Regions from separate parts of the Mus musculus genome. Here region 1 is linked to region 2. Evidence: chromatin contacts called from public Hi-C data. All regions are on one chromosome and are shown on one strand. The core of a region is the stretch at or near the end of the contact, and the rest is flanking DNA. Distances in the headings are between cores, read along the strand shown. Region 1 holds the start of Arhgap42 (Rho GTPase activating protein 42). Region 2 overlaps Gm32014 (predicted gene, 32014).

What was found. Hi-C and Micro-C count contacts between places; a contact is called where the count stands out from the background.
Region 1: a Hi-C map of uterus shows a contact between it and region 2, with 4 times the contacts expected there. The contact joins the promoter of Arhgap42 here to the enhancer-like site in region 2. A contact is called at or near these places in 2 of 39 promoter capture datasets (cranial neural crest and hippocampal neurons) and 5 of 484 Hi-C or Micro-C datasets (cortical neurons and uterus).

The regions. Positions count from the first base shown.
Region 1 is chr9:9,233,713-9,240,529 of GRCm38.p6, reverse strand. It overlaps Arhgap42 (Rho GTPase activating protein 42), which reads left to right and starts at 1,503. Exons shown (of 24, transcript NM_001372563.1): 1 at 1,503-1,904. The coding sequence starts at 1,751. It overlaps Gm16833 (predicted gene, 16833), which reads right to left and starts at 4,242. Exons shown (of 4, transcript NR_045754.1): 1 at 4,079-4,242; 2 at 3,819-3,905.
Region 2 is chr9:8,698,638-8,705,359 of GRCm38.p6, reverse strand. The region is part of intron 3 of Gm32014 (predicted gene, 32014); the gene reads left to right. Among named protein-coding and RNA genes, the nearest start is that of Gm32014, 39 kb to the left of the region's middle. Within about 2 kb of position 4,474, at least 3 of the 459 cell types and tissues checked have an H3K27ac peak or open chromatin away from gene starts, as enhancers often do. A contact at or near this core is called in uterus, where this site is marked.

The DNA of each region.
Region 1 (6,817 bases), core at 254-2,753, 540 kb before region 2:
GAACCAGTTACAGCCGAGTGTCCCTTGACTTCCACTGTTCAGATGTGTGTTCCCATCCCTAGAAATAAATATCACAAAAAGAAAATGTATAGAACTGTCATCACACATTTCTAAAGTGTGCAGACTCGTACTAAAAATATGGATGTAAGCTTTTAAAATGAGAATTTAAAAAAAGTCATCAAGCATACTGTTTACATGGTTTTGTCTGTTTTAAAGTTTACATGCTATTTTTGCTTTTTGTTTTGTTTTGTTGTTTTGTTTGTTTGGTTTTTCGAGACAGGGTTTTTCTGGGTAGCCCTGGCTGTCCTGGAACTCACTCTGTAGACCAGGCTGGCCTCGAACTCAGAAATCCACCTGCCTCTGCCTTCCGAGTGCTGGGATTAAAGGCATGCACCACCATTCCTGGCTGTTTACATGCTACTTTTAATGTTATTGTATGGCTGAAAAAAATTGCAGCTAAAGGTTCCTGAAATTTAATTGGGAAAAAATGTAAAGCACTTCAGTGGATTTTCCCATGATTTGTACAAGTTTCTTTTTTCCTTCCTTCCTTTCTTTTTTAAAAACAGATGGTTCAAATATACAAAGCAGTGGAAATGTAGAAATTAAAAACAGATCCTTAAGAAAAGTAACGGAGTTCTCAAAAAAGCTACAGGTGAGTGCAGGATGACATAAAATAGTAGGTTATTTTGTTGTCAGGGTTTCAACAGAACGCACATTTATTAGGTCAACCTCTGCTAATTGACTCTTTGCAGGAATTCATATATATATATTCATCTCAGAGACAGTGTTTCTCTGTGTAGTCCATGTTGGCCTTGAACTCTTGGCAATTCTCCTGCTTCAGCCAGTTGAATGCAGGTATTACCTACCACCACCACCAAAGGAATTAATGATTCCTTTGAAATGCTTGATCAGGTCAAGTCGATGAAAGTCTCTGAACTTGTAGGTCCACCCACCCAGGTGTCAATTAGAGACACTAAAACAGGGGTATATAACATGTGAAATGAGTTAATAAAATCAATTCCCCTTTCTTACAGACTGAGGGATAACACCCAACACACCTCACTGATGGGTCAATGCAGCGGGGTTGGGAGTCAGGCGGGACATCCTTTCTATTTTGGACTTATGGGCAGGACCCTGAAGTGAAACTTGAACCGGCTGGGAAGTGGTAGTTCCCGCAGGGGTTAACGTGGGAGTCAGACTGTTCCTGAGGGGGACGCTGGGGGTTGGAGATGGTTTGGGGCGCACAGGGCCTGGCGCTCTCAGTGGGCCCAGACGGGGACGGGTAGGAATCGGGTGAGGCTACAACACAGCAGTGCTGGGTGCGGGGAGCAAAGTGCGCACCGCAGGGACCGGGCGGGGACCGGGCGGGGACAGCGAGGGGCGGGGAGGGTGGAGGAGGGTCTGCCCGGGAGCTGCAGGCCGGCCCGCGTGCGCTCCGCACAGGGGGCGGGTTTCCCTACGGGCCCGAGTCGCCGTGAGGCGCCGCCAGCTAAGCGCGCGCCACTGTCCCCAGGGTCAGCGAGTGACGCTGTCAGAAGACTCCTCTGCGCTACAGCTTGTAGCCTCGCCACCCCCACGGTGCGAGCGAGCGACGATGCGAGCCGGTGACAGCGCCCGGAGCCTCCGCCCGGCCTCGGGGCAGCTGCACTGAGCCCGGCGCGCGGGGCCCAGTCCTCCGCTCTCCCCAGCGCTCCCCCGCGTTCGCAGTGTCCCCGCACCCGCCGCAGCTAGCGGCCGCCGCGCCTGGGCCATGGGGCTGCCCACTCTGGAGTTCAGCGATTCGTATTTGGACAGCCCGGATTTTAGGGAGCGATTGCAGTGTCACGAGATCGAGCTGGAGAGAACCAACAAGTTCATCAAAGAGCTGCTGAAGGATGGCTCTCTGCTCATCGGGGCGCTGAGAAGTGAGTGACGGGCCCCCAAGTGTGCAAGACCCCATGGGGTGCGGGACCCTGGTTGGGAAGCCCCAGACCGAACTTCTTTTGTTTGAATGGATTGGGGACAAAAGCTGAAGAGCTCCCCTGCTGGTGGCCAACAAAGTCTGTTCTTAGTGGTGCGGATTTACTTCCCAGGCAACACTGGGGAGGAAAAGTTTCCCCTACAGCCCTTGAGAGTCAACTTTTGAGACTTGTCAGTGAAAAGTTGGTAGAGACTTTCACTTTTGTTTGTTGTTGCTAAAGTTTCGGTGCCTGGTTGTTGTTGTTGTTGTTTTTGGTGGGGGGTTGGTTTTGTTGTTGTTGTTTTAAATTGTTTTGATTTTTCGTTTTAAGGTGGTGGAGAGAGCCACGCCAGTCAGGGCAACAGAGTGAGACCCTGTCTCATAAACAAAACAAACAAACCAAACAACAACAACAACAAATCAAAGCAAGCCAAACTCTCTGGGAAGAGTGGAAACAAGGGAGTCTGGAGAGTTAAAGTGAAGCTAGTGAATTTAATAATACTTTAGGAAAAGTAATTTCATACAACAATGACTCGTCATTGATTTGACCTTTTAAAAATACACGTCTGCAGTTTGGCCATTGGTAAGCTGTTTGGACCCAATAGGGTACCCGTGTATTTTAAAGCCCTTGTGAGTGTTCTGTTCGTATTAAATTTTGGCTTGCATCGTGTGGTGTGCAGTGTTGGTCATTGGTGAGAGCTCAGGTCTACATTCAGTCAGACCTGGTAGATGTCAGTATCTTTCCCACACTTCTCCCTTCAGGATATTCTTTACTCGTTTCTCCTTTAGAACTTCCCCTTCCATTATTACAACTCAAGCTTTCTCATACTGAGAACCAAGTGGATTACTTAGTACACGCTAAACGTTAACCATTGCCTTTCCCAGAATCCACTTGTGTCTTACATGGAAAATTGGGAAGGCTTCAGCTTCTGAAAAGAGAAGTGCTTCGGACTCTGGCCTCTTATGAGGGCGCTTACAGGATGGAGAGGCCTCTGGGTGATCTGGTAGTCCCCAGGACATGTTCAGGGTTGCTGTAATTGCACAGATGGAATGCCCATTGTCAATTAATTGGGATTTGAGACTACTATGATAATGATTATTTACTGTGGTTTGTGACAATGTGCAATGCTTCTTTGCAGTTCCTTGAGTTGTTACTAGGGAACCCTCCTCGCCAGGGATGCCTCCTCATAGAGGCTAAACCATTCCTGGTGTGTTATGCTAGGCAGGCTGACTACACTTGGGATCTCAGGTGCTCTGCATTTGGTGTTTCGCACGTTGGAAATACTTCCTGACACGTGTGTTTTTTCACTGGTGCTGTTGCACACTTCCCTGGGATTCTTCAGCTTAGCTTTATAAAGGCAATGTGTTTCTCAGCCCTGTTAGAGCTGTTCTGTCATGCACACCAGAGGAAGTGGTGAGTGTATCAAGACCTAGAGAATAACAGGAATGCCCAACCTTCTGATATTGTTATTTGAAGATCTACTGTTCTGCATCCACAGCTACCCTGAGACAAATGCAGCCTGTAGGCTGGCCCTGACTAGGCTGGACATATTGAGACCCTGCCTCATGAAACCAGCCGTATGCCCTTAAATGTATAAACCTGTTATCTTTCCAGAATGCTGTGTGATGACAGTGCATTCTTTTTTTTTTTTTTTTTTTTTTTTGGGTTTTTGAGACAGGGTTTCTCTGAGTAGCCCTGGCTGTCCTGGAACTCACTTTGTAGACCAGGCTGGCCTCGAACTCAGAAATCCGCCTGCCTCTGCCTCCCAAGTGCTGGGACTAAAGGCGTGCACCACCACGCCCGGCATGACAGTGCATTCTTGTAACTAACACGCACTTATTACTTCTTTCATTATGAAAGAAATGTTTTATTTCTTACCAAAGAATTCCCAGAACTTGTGAGTTGGCTCGGTGGGTAACCATGCATGCCATGCAAGCCTGACCACTTGAGTTCACACTCCGGAACCTGTGGTGGAAGGAGAGAAGAAATTCCCAAGACACTTCAGATGATCACAGGCAAGCCAACACACACACACACACACACACACACACACACACACACACACCCCCCAGTATCAGCTATCAAATGGGGAAGCAAACAGTCCTTGAGGTCACAGTAGAGTACTGCCTGTTGCTCACCAATACAGTCTTCCGTATGGAGGATCCTTCAGGCCAGGCCACTGCTGCTAGACACCCTCCCTCTTAAGCTGCTGGGATCCCACTACCTTGTTTGAAGGTTCTGAAGTTGTCTTAGTGCTTTCCCAGTCTCACTGAGGGAGCCCTGATCCTCCAGTTGCCCTTCTGACTTTTCCTCACCTTTCTGAGGGGGTTTTCAACTAGTTTAATTGTTAAGCCTATGGTCCATTTCAGCATTTTAACTAAACATTGTTTCACTAATGATTTTCTAATATAACCCTGTTTAACTAATGATATCAGTGTCTGGTTTCTATTCTCAATTATATAGTAACTTTTTCTCTATGCATTGTGTTTGTTTGTTTGTTTGTTTGTGGCAGATCCTTATGTAGCCTAGGCTGGCTCTGAGCTCTCTATCTTGCTGTTTCTACCTCTGGAGTCCTGGTATTATTGTCTCACGGCACTATAATAATTGTACATACTTTTTTTGTTGTTGTTTTGGTTTTTATGTATAGCACGCCTGTTTCAATAAGATTACACACATGCTTCTTGACCCAAGTTTCTTTAGTTGATTGTAAGATTGCTCATATATTCAACTAGAAAGTTTTATTCTGTGGGCTTTTTGTGGTTGTTGATGTTGTTTCTTTGTACTTTGAGACAATGTGTCACGATGTAACTCAGATAGGCCTTGATTTAAAATGCATCTGTTACAAGTTCTCCAGTTCTGGGATCACAGGATTGTACTACCATACTGAGTTTAAAATTGTATTTTATGTGTAGGAATGTTTGCCTCTGTAGATGTGTATATCATATGTACTCTCCATGCCTTCAGAGGTCAGAAGAAGGTGTCATGTCCTCTGGGACTGAAGTTTTAGACAGTTGTGAGTCACCATGTGGGTGGTAGGAATCAAACTCAGGTGCTCTGGAAAAGCAGCCATCCCCCCCGCCCCCCCATGAGATCTCAATATGTTGCCCAGGATAGGTTTGAATGCCTCAGCTTGATTGATCTTCTTGCCTTCAGTTTCCATAGCTGTTGGTCTGACAGGCTCATGTGATTGTATTTTAAATATGTATAAAATACCTGTGTTATTACACATTTTTGTGTCCACTCTGAGGGACAGGCTTATGGTTCAGCATTTTGAGCTTGACTTAAGTTTGAATCCCAGGTATGCTAGCTATAAACTTAGTAGCTACAAACCTCATTGCTATGGTTTTCTGCTTATTTTGTCATGTACTTTATATCTGTGTTTGATAATGTTCATGATAACAGTGACTCAAGTTTTGTTCAAGATGTGTGACTCAAAATCTCCACTCTTTTTTTTTTTTTTTTTTTTTTTTTTTGGTTTTTCGAGACAGGGTTTCTCTGTGTAGCCCTGGCTGTCCTGGAACTCACTTTGTAGACCAGGCTGGCCTCGAACTCAGAAATCCGCCTGCCTCTGCCTCCCGAGTGCTGGGATTAAAGGCGTGCGCCACCACGCCCGGCTCTTTTTTTTTTTTTTTTTTTTTTTGAGACAGGGTTTCTCTGTATAGCCCTGGCTGTCCACTCTTAAACAATCATAAAATCAGTTTTTTACTTATTTGTTTTTCCTTTTAAAGCATCATATGTGCTGAAATATTTCAGAGTTATTCTCTTATGTCTTTTCCCATGTACTAGTCTTTTTTTATACTTTTAGTTTAAAGAATCCTCGAGAAAGAACAAAAATGAACTTTTGTTCTTGAAGTGGATAGTTGGGGGAGAAAATGGGATTGAAAATAACTATGAAACTTCAACTATTCTACTTTAAAGGGGGAAACGCATGAGGTGATGAGTAGATTACCTTATAGCCATTCTGGGGTACACGCATGTGTCAGAATGGAACTTTGTGTGCCATAAGTATATACAGTTTTGTCAAGTGTGTGTGTGTGTTTCAGAGGAAACTTCCGGCTGTCATTTCTGTTTTCCACCTTGTTTTCAGAGTCAAGGTCTCTCCCTGGCCTGGAATTCACCTTCAACTAGACTAGGCTGGTGGGCCATGAAGCCCCAGGGACTGTCTGTTTCTGTCTCCCCAGTGTTGTGAATGAACAATCGAACCACCACATCCAGGTGTTTGTTTGCTTGTTTGTTTCTCTCTCTTTTTTTCTTTTCTCCTCTCTCTCTCTCTCTCTTTTTCTTTGAGACAGGGTTTCTTTGTGTAGCCCTGGCTGTCCTGGAACTCACTCTGTAGACCAGGTTGGCCTCGAACTCAGAAATCTGCCTGCCTCTGCCTCCCAAGTGTGCCACCACTGCCCAGCTTTTTGTTTTTAATGTGGGTCTAGGGCTGAAACTTTGGTCTTCATGCTTACATGGTAAGCACTTTAATGAGCAAGTCATCTCTTCAACCCAGCTTTCGTCAACTAAAATTCATCAACCAGTAACCCAAACACATGTAGACCTCTACATGTATGAAGTGGTATTTGATAATGTTCTTTGCTGTGTATACAGTCAGAAAAAAAGCAAAAACCGAAAAATCAAACTCTGTTTATAGACTTTTTCTTCATCATTTTCTTAGTCTCTGTTCTATGGCTGTGAAGAGACACTGTGACAAAGGCAACTCTTATAAGCGAAAACATCTAATTGGAGGCTTGCTGATGATTTCAGAGGTTTAGTCCATGGTGGGAAGGATGGAGGCATAGTGCTGGAGCAGTACCTGAGAGCTTTACATCATGATCTGCAGGTATCATACAGACAGACAGACAGACACACACACACACCCCGAGAGAGAGAGA
Region 2 (6,722 bases), core at 3,225-5,724:
GAAAAGAAAAGAAAAGAAAAGAACAGAGGTTTCTGTCCCACATCAACCCTATCAAATTATATGTCCCAAGGCTCTTCCCTTTCCCGGGAGAATATACATTTAAGAATAAATTCTACTCTCATATTCCTATCCAAAATCAGTTTTTAAATCATCTGACAACTAGGAAAACAAAACAAAGCTTTCAGACTATGTTTCTGTGTGGTCTCTCTGTGTGCACAACTGTATCTCTCCCTTCCACCCTTCCTTCAGTTCATTCTTAATAGGTTATAAATGACCCATGAGGGAGCCATACGGCCTATTCCCAAATACAGCCCACCCCAGATTAATCTTTGTGTGGTCTTAATAAGGTTTTAGATCACTGCCCTTACCCTCTTGGCCTTGTGATTTAAAAGGAAGTGGTGTTTGGGAGCTTAATGGAAATATCTATAAATGAGAGTCCCATTGTGCCAAACACTTTATATGTGAGCTAAAATTACACCCCTGTCTTAATTAAAAAAAAACACACACTCTCAATTTTAAGTAGAAATAATTGTGTTTTGCCTCTTCAATTCCATTTCTTTGTTTGAAATTTGCAGATGATATCACCTGTGTATGTAATGTGCAGTGTGATGATATGAAGCACAAATGCAAAAGACAAACAACCCCTAGTCCACCTTGCCTACATTCAGCACAGTATTCACGGAAGGTCCATGCCATACCATCTAGATCATGTTTTGTTTATAGTTCAGGTCTCTGATTTCCTATGAGCCAAGGATAATTTTGATCTTCTGATCTTCCTGCCTCTACTCCTTTAGTGTTGGGGAGTGAATCCAGTGCCTTATGAGTTCTGGGCAAGCATTCCACCACCTGAACTAAGCTCCAGCCCCACACCAGGCATTCTTACACGTGTTCTGCATTACACTGCCTTACCTGACACTGCCCTTCCCAAAATGGGTATCATGGAAGTAGGTTTCTTAAGGCTTTATTTGTTCAGCCAAACATGTCCATGGTTCAATACATGGAGAAAGCATGCATTAATGTGAAATGGATAAAAAAGTTAAAAATATTTTGACGTCAGAAATTTTCAGCATCTTTAAAGGGGGGGAGGTGTAGTGTCCAAAGCATTTATGAGTAGATTCTGTAAAAGTGTATGGGGTTAATTATTCTCCAGAAAACCTTTGTCCTCGTCATGCCTGGGGATGGGCTCACAGCCTAGGGCTGATAGGGAGAGCAAACCGAGAGGTCCTTCCCTGTTACCCTACATGGAGTGTTCTGCTGTCAGAGACCTCTACACAGGAAATGATTTGATTTTCAAGTGCCAGCTGCTTCTATGGTCACATTAGAGTGTTTAACTCTCGGGCCCTGCTTTACTTTCAGACATTACCAGATCCAGAGTATGAGACGCAGACTATTATTTTTACTCCCCCTCCTCAAGCTTCAGTTGTAACTCATCAAAAACAGAGCTCATGGTGACTGAGAACAATCAGGTCACAGCTTGAATTCTTTTTGCAAGGAAAAGATTGGATTATATCCCTGGTGTCTCCTCTGGTAACACTAACACTTCCAAGCTCTTGTTAAGGAAAGTGTTCCTGTTTGTGTGACACACCACCATACCCTGAGCCCACATGGCCCTTCTGTTTGCAGGCCTCCTGAGTGGTTGCTTATCTTTTAATCTATTGCATATTGTCACACAGTGTTCATCAAGCCAGACTCTGTCACTTGCATGCAGAGGCCTCCTGGTATGTTCTGTGGGCTAAGCAGAACTTAGAATGACATAGCTGGAGAGTTGGAGACAGGGAAATCATCTTTCATATTGCTCTCTGATATTTGGCTTTCATTCCCACATTAATGGGTATAGTAAACGTAGGCAGAGAAAACAGCCTGAATCAAATTTAAAACATTTCAGTGCTTGGTTGATGCCATTAATCCAGAGATCAAGGATTTTGGAGAGTTACTCTCGCTGGTGGTTTTCTTACAGTCTTGAGACTCAGTACAACAGTTGTACATAATTCAATAATTTTACTTTTCCTAACTCCAAAGTCAGTTCCATAAGATTAACCAACCACAAAGGGCTCTGTGGGATCATAAAGGGAACCATTCTCTTAGTGTAGAATATTTGTTGCTGCATAATTTTTAAAAGTTTCTGTTAACTTTCTTCCTGGACCACTGTAGTTTTGCTTCACTGGTTATATTTCTGTTTTTATCATTCACTTACTCCTATTAAGGATCTGGGGCCAAGACCTCTGTATAAGAACATAGGTGTATCAAGACACACCAGGCTTATTTCTCCACATATATTGCTCATTCTTTACATGCTCCCCTAAACTGAAGCATGTGGCCATTCTACATAAAACCATCGACCTTCTTTCTCTGTCCCCTTTGTGGGCACATGTAAAGAGAACTGTTTGTGAGGGTGCAACAGGGAGCAAAGGAAAGTGTTTATAAAACTGTGCAGACATGAGACAAATTTAAGAAAGTGTTCAAGAGGCTGGAGGGTTAAGAACCCTTGCTGCTCTTGCTGAGAACAAAGACACAGTTCCCAGTACCCACCAGGTGGTGCACAACTTGCTTTAACTCCAGTTCTAGGGAAATCTAATGTCCTCTTCTGGCCTCTGCCAGTCATACGAGCACACATGATACACATACATACATGCAGATGTATATATATATATATATATATTTAAATAAATACTTTTAAAAAGAAAATATTCCTAGTAAATAAACACTAGATGAATAGCCATGTTCAGAATTAGAGCATGGCAGAAAAATCCTGTCTTTGCCTTTGCCACACCTTGCCTTATGGCTTGGGTACCCAGGGTTCTTCAATGACCTCTTTGCCAAGGGAAACATTGACAGCCCTGGCCTGCAAAGACACGGGCATTCTAGCTGATTACATTTCCTAGAATATTCTTTGTGCCCAAAGGTAAATCTTATAACCCATAGAAAATCTTGCAAGTCTACATAATAATAACAATGAGATGAAATAAAGTTTCACTTGCAAGCTCTAATATCACAGTGAGGCTGAGTATATTCTCTAAAGAACAAAAATATGACAGCTCTTGGCAGGCTTGCCTCTTAGTACTGGAGATTCAAGACATGTGAGACTTTCATTTACCCGTCAATACTGTTCAAAGAAGTTCACAGGTGGGAGAAATTGGGCTTTCTTGCTGGAAATCTATTTGCATTCCTCACTATGGTGTATCTCCTTCAGTTATAATCTGCCTTATCTATATAATATAATATATATATATATAATCTGCCTTATCTATCAGCTAGAAAGTAAATCCCACTCTCAGTCATGCTCTGGGCTGCCGTCTTATGCATAGATATGTAACTAGCAAGCACATTAATTAGCCATTTATCTTCTGTTTTAAGCTAACTGTGGAGGGGCAGGAAGCATGTCATATCCCTCTCAGCCCTCAGTGCCTAGCACACAGCTGGGCACTTGATAAGAGCTCAGAGGATATTACTAAGATGCAAATGAATTGAAGGTGGCCTTGCTGGGCATGGAGACAGGTAAGAAAGGTATTAATTTTCCTTTGCTTTCCATTTCTTTCTATCCTTTGAAGAAAATTCACTCCAGTGTGTTTAGAAACATTGGTCTTCATTTTCCCATCTGCAGTTAGAGCCCGGTTAACTCTAGCCGAGACAAGCAAACAGCCACACACCTGACCCTCTTTACAGCTCACTCAAGAAAACCAGGCCTCCATCCTGGTCATCACATTGTGAAGGAGCCATTCTGGGCTCATACCAGTCACCAACAACTCTTTGTCCCTGTCAAACAGAAAAATAGATACATGGCCTATAGCTGTCATGAATTGCGGTGCCCATGCTACAAAGGACAAGCCGTTCCTTCTTTACAGTCAATCAAGCTAGTTATGGAAAAGCCATTAGGTCATCTCTGCTGCTCTTTCTTCTGCCTGCGTCAACCCCCTAACTTACCCCTGCAGGAAGTTGTCCAAGCCTAAGTAGTTATTTTTCTAAGTTAATGATGGCAGAGCAGAAACACTGCACTGATGGGAGACAGTGACATCCACGAGCAGATCTTCAGTATCTTGCCATCAATATCTTCCCTTTACACCTGTAACAGCTACTTAAAGCCAGCTCCTGTTCACTTTATTCATCAGCTCTTTCTAAAGCATCCACTGGGAAGATGAAGCTGCATCTATAGGCACTTCAAGGAAAGGGGAAACGCAAGCATTGACTGTGTCTCATTCCTGTTTTCTATGTGCATAGAAGCTGAGGGTTGTGGTAAAAGGGCCAACACTTTTCTAGTAACTCACTTTCTAGTGAGTTTTCAAGAGAAAAAAAAAAACAAAAACAAAACTCTGCCCGATCTGCAACAAAGCCTGATTGCCTGCAGGAAAATGTTCATATTGATGTCCTAAATTTCTTGCAAAGCTAACCTAAGCTTGTGGTCTTAGAAGTCTGGGAACCTCTCACCCAAATCTGCCTTTAGCGGCTGACATCAGAAGCATGGAACAAGCCTGCAGATGTGGACAATGGCGCCCTCTTGTGATGGACTTTGTCACATGCTGTTTGTTCCTGTCCTTGCTGCACAGCTGAAAAGACAATTTGTTCTTTTCCTAACTTCGCTGCAGATAGACAGGAGCAACTTGACCTGAGTCTGCGGATGACTTCAACACTCTCCCATTTAGACACTATCTTCTCTGCCATTATATTCTTGCATTCAGAAAGTACTAGTCTTTGCCGTAAATGAGTTGGGCTTTCAGTTCTGGTTTTAGGAACAATGGTTCACCTTCTTTACTCTCAGCCTCCATGTGGGGACCACTGTGAGAATGAGGTTAAAATAGTATGCAGCAGAGTGAAGCACCTTAGAGAAAAAAAGGATCCAGTAGACAAGGCTTTAGCATAAGGCCACTCTTTTTTTTTTCCAATTTTTATTAGGTATTTTCTTAATTTACATTTCAAATGCTATCCCAAAAGTCCCCTATTACAACCCCCCACCCCGCCCCCGCCGCTCCCCTACCCTCCCACTCCCACTTCTTGGCCCTGGTGTTCTCCTGTACAGGGGCATATAAAGTTAGCAAGACCAAGGGGCCTCTCTTCCCAATGATGGACAACTAGGCCATCTTCTGCTACATATGCAGCTAGAGACACGAGCTCTGGGGTACTGGGTAGTTCATAATGTTGTTGCACCTATAGGGTTGCAGATCCCTTTAGCTCCTTGGGTACTTTCTCTAGCTCCTCCATTGGGAGCCCTGTGATCCATCCAATAGCTGACTGTGAGCATCCACTTCTGTGTTTGCCAGGCCCCGGCATAGTCTCACAAGAGAGCTACATCTGGGTCCTTTCAGCAAAATCTTGCTAGTGTATGCAATGGTGTCTGTGTTTGGTGGCTGATTATAAGATGGATACCCAGTGCAGCAGTCTCTGGAAAGTCCATCCTTTCATCTCAGCTCCAAACTTTGTCTCTGTAACGCCTTCCATAGGTGTTTTGTTCCCAATTCTAAAAAGGGGCGAAGTGTCCACACTTTGGTCTTTGTTCTTCTTGAGTTTCATATGTTTTGCAAATTGTATCTTAGGTAATCTAAGTTTCTGGGCTAATATCCACTTATCAGTGAGTACATATTGTGCGATTTCCTTTGTGATTGGGTTACCTCACTCAGGATGATGCCCTCCAGATCCATCCATTTCCCTAGGAATTTCATAAATTCATTGTTTTTAAAAGCTGAGTAGTACTCCATTGTGTAAATGTACCACATTTTCTGTATCCATCCCTCTGTTGAGGGACATCTGGGTTCTTTCCAGCTTCTGGCTATTATAAATAAGGCTGCTATGAACATAGTGGAACTTATGTTATTATTACCAGTTGGAACATCTTCTGGATATATGCCCAGGAGAGGTATTGCTGGCTGTACTATGTCCAATTTTCTGAGGAACTGCCAGACTGATTTCCAGAGTGGTTGTATAAGCTTGCAATCCCACCAACAATGGAGGAGTGTTCCTCTTTCTCCACATCTTCACCAGCATCTGCTGTCACCTGAATTTTTGATCTTAGCCATTCTGACTGGTGTGAGGTAGAATCTCAGGGTTGTTTTGATTTGCATTTCCCTGATGATTAAGGATGCTGAACATTTTTTCAGGTGCTTCTCAGCCATTCGGTATTCCTCAGTTGAGAATTCTTTGTTTAGCTCTGTGCCCCATTTTTAATGGGGTTATTTGATTTTCTGGAGTCCACCTTCTCGAGTTCGTTATATATATATATTAGATATTAGTGTCCTATCAGGTTTTGGATTGGTAAAGATCCTTTCCCAATCTGTTAGTGGCCTTTTTGTCTTATTGAAAGTGTCTTTTGCCTTACAGAAGCTTTGCAATTTTATGAGGTCCCATTTGTAAATCCTCAAACTTACAGCACAAGCCATTGCTGTTCTATTCAGGAACTTTTCCCCTGTGCCCATATCTTCAAGGCTTTTCCTCCCTTTCTCCTCTATAAGTTTCTATGTCTCTGGCTTTATGTGGAGTTCCTTGATCCACTTAGACTTGACCTTAGTACAAGGAGATAGGAATGGATCAATTCACATTCTTCTGCTTGATAACCACCAGTTAAGCCAGCACCATTTGTTGAAAATGCTGTCTTTTTTTCCCTAAATGGTTTTAGCTTCCTTGTCAAAGATAAAGTGACCATAGGTGTGTGGGTTCATTTCTGGGTCTTCAATTCTATTCCATTGGTCTACCTGTCTGTCGCTATACCAGTACCATGCAGTTTTTTTTGTTTTTTT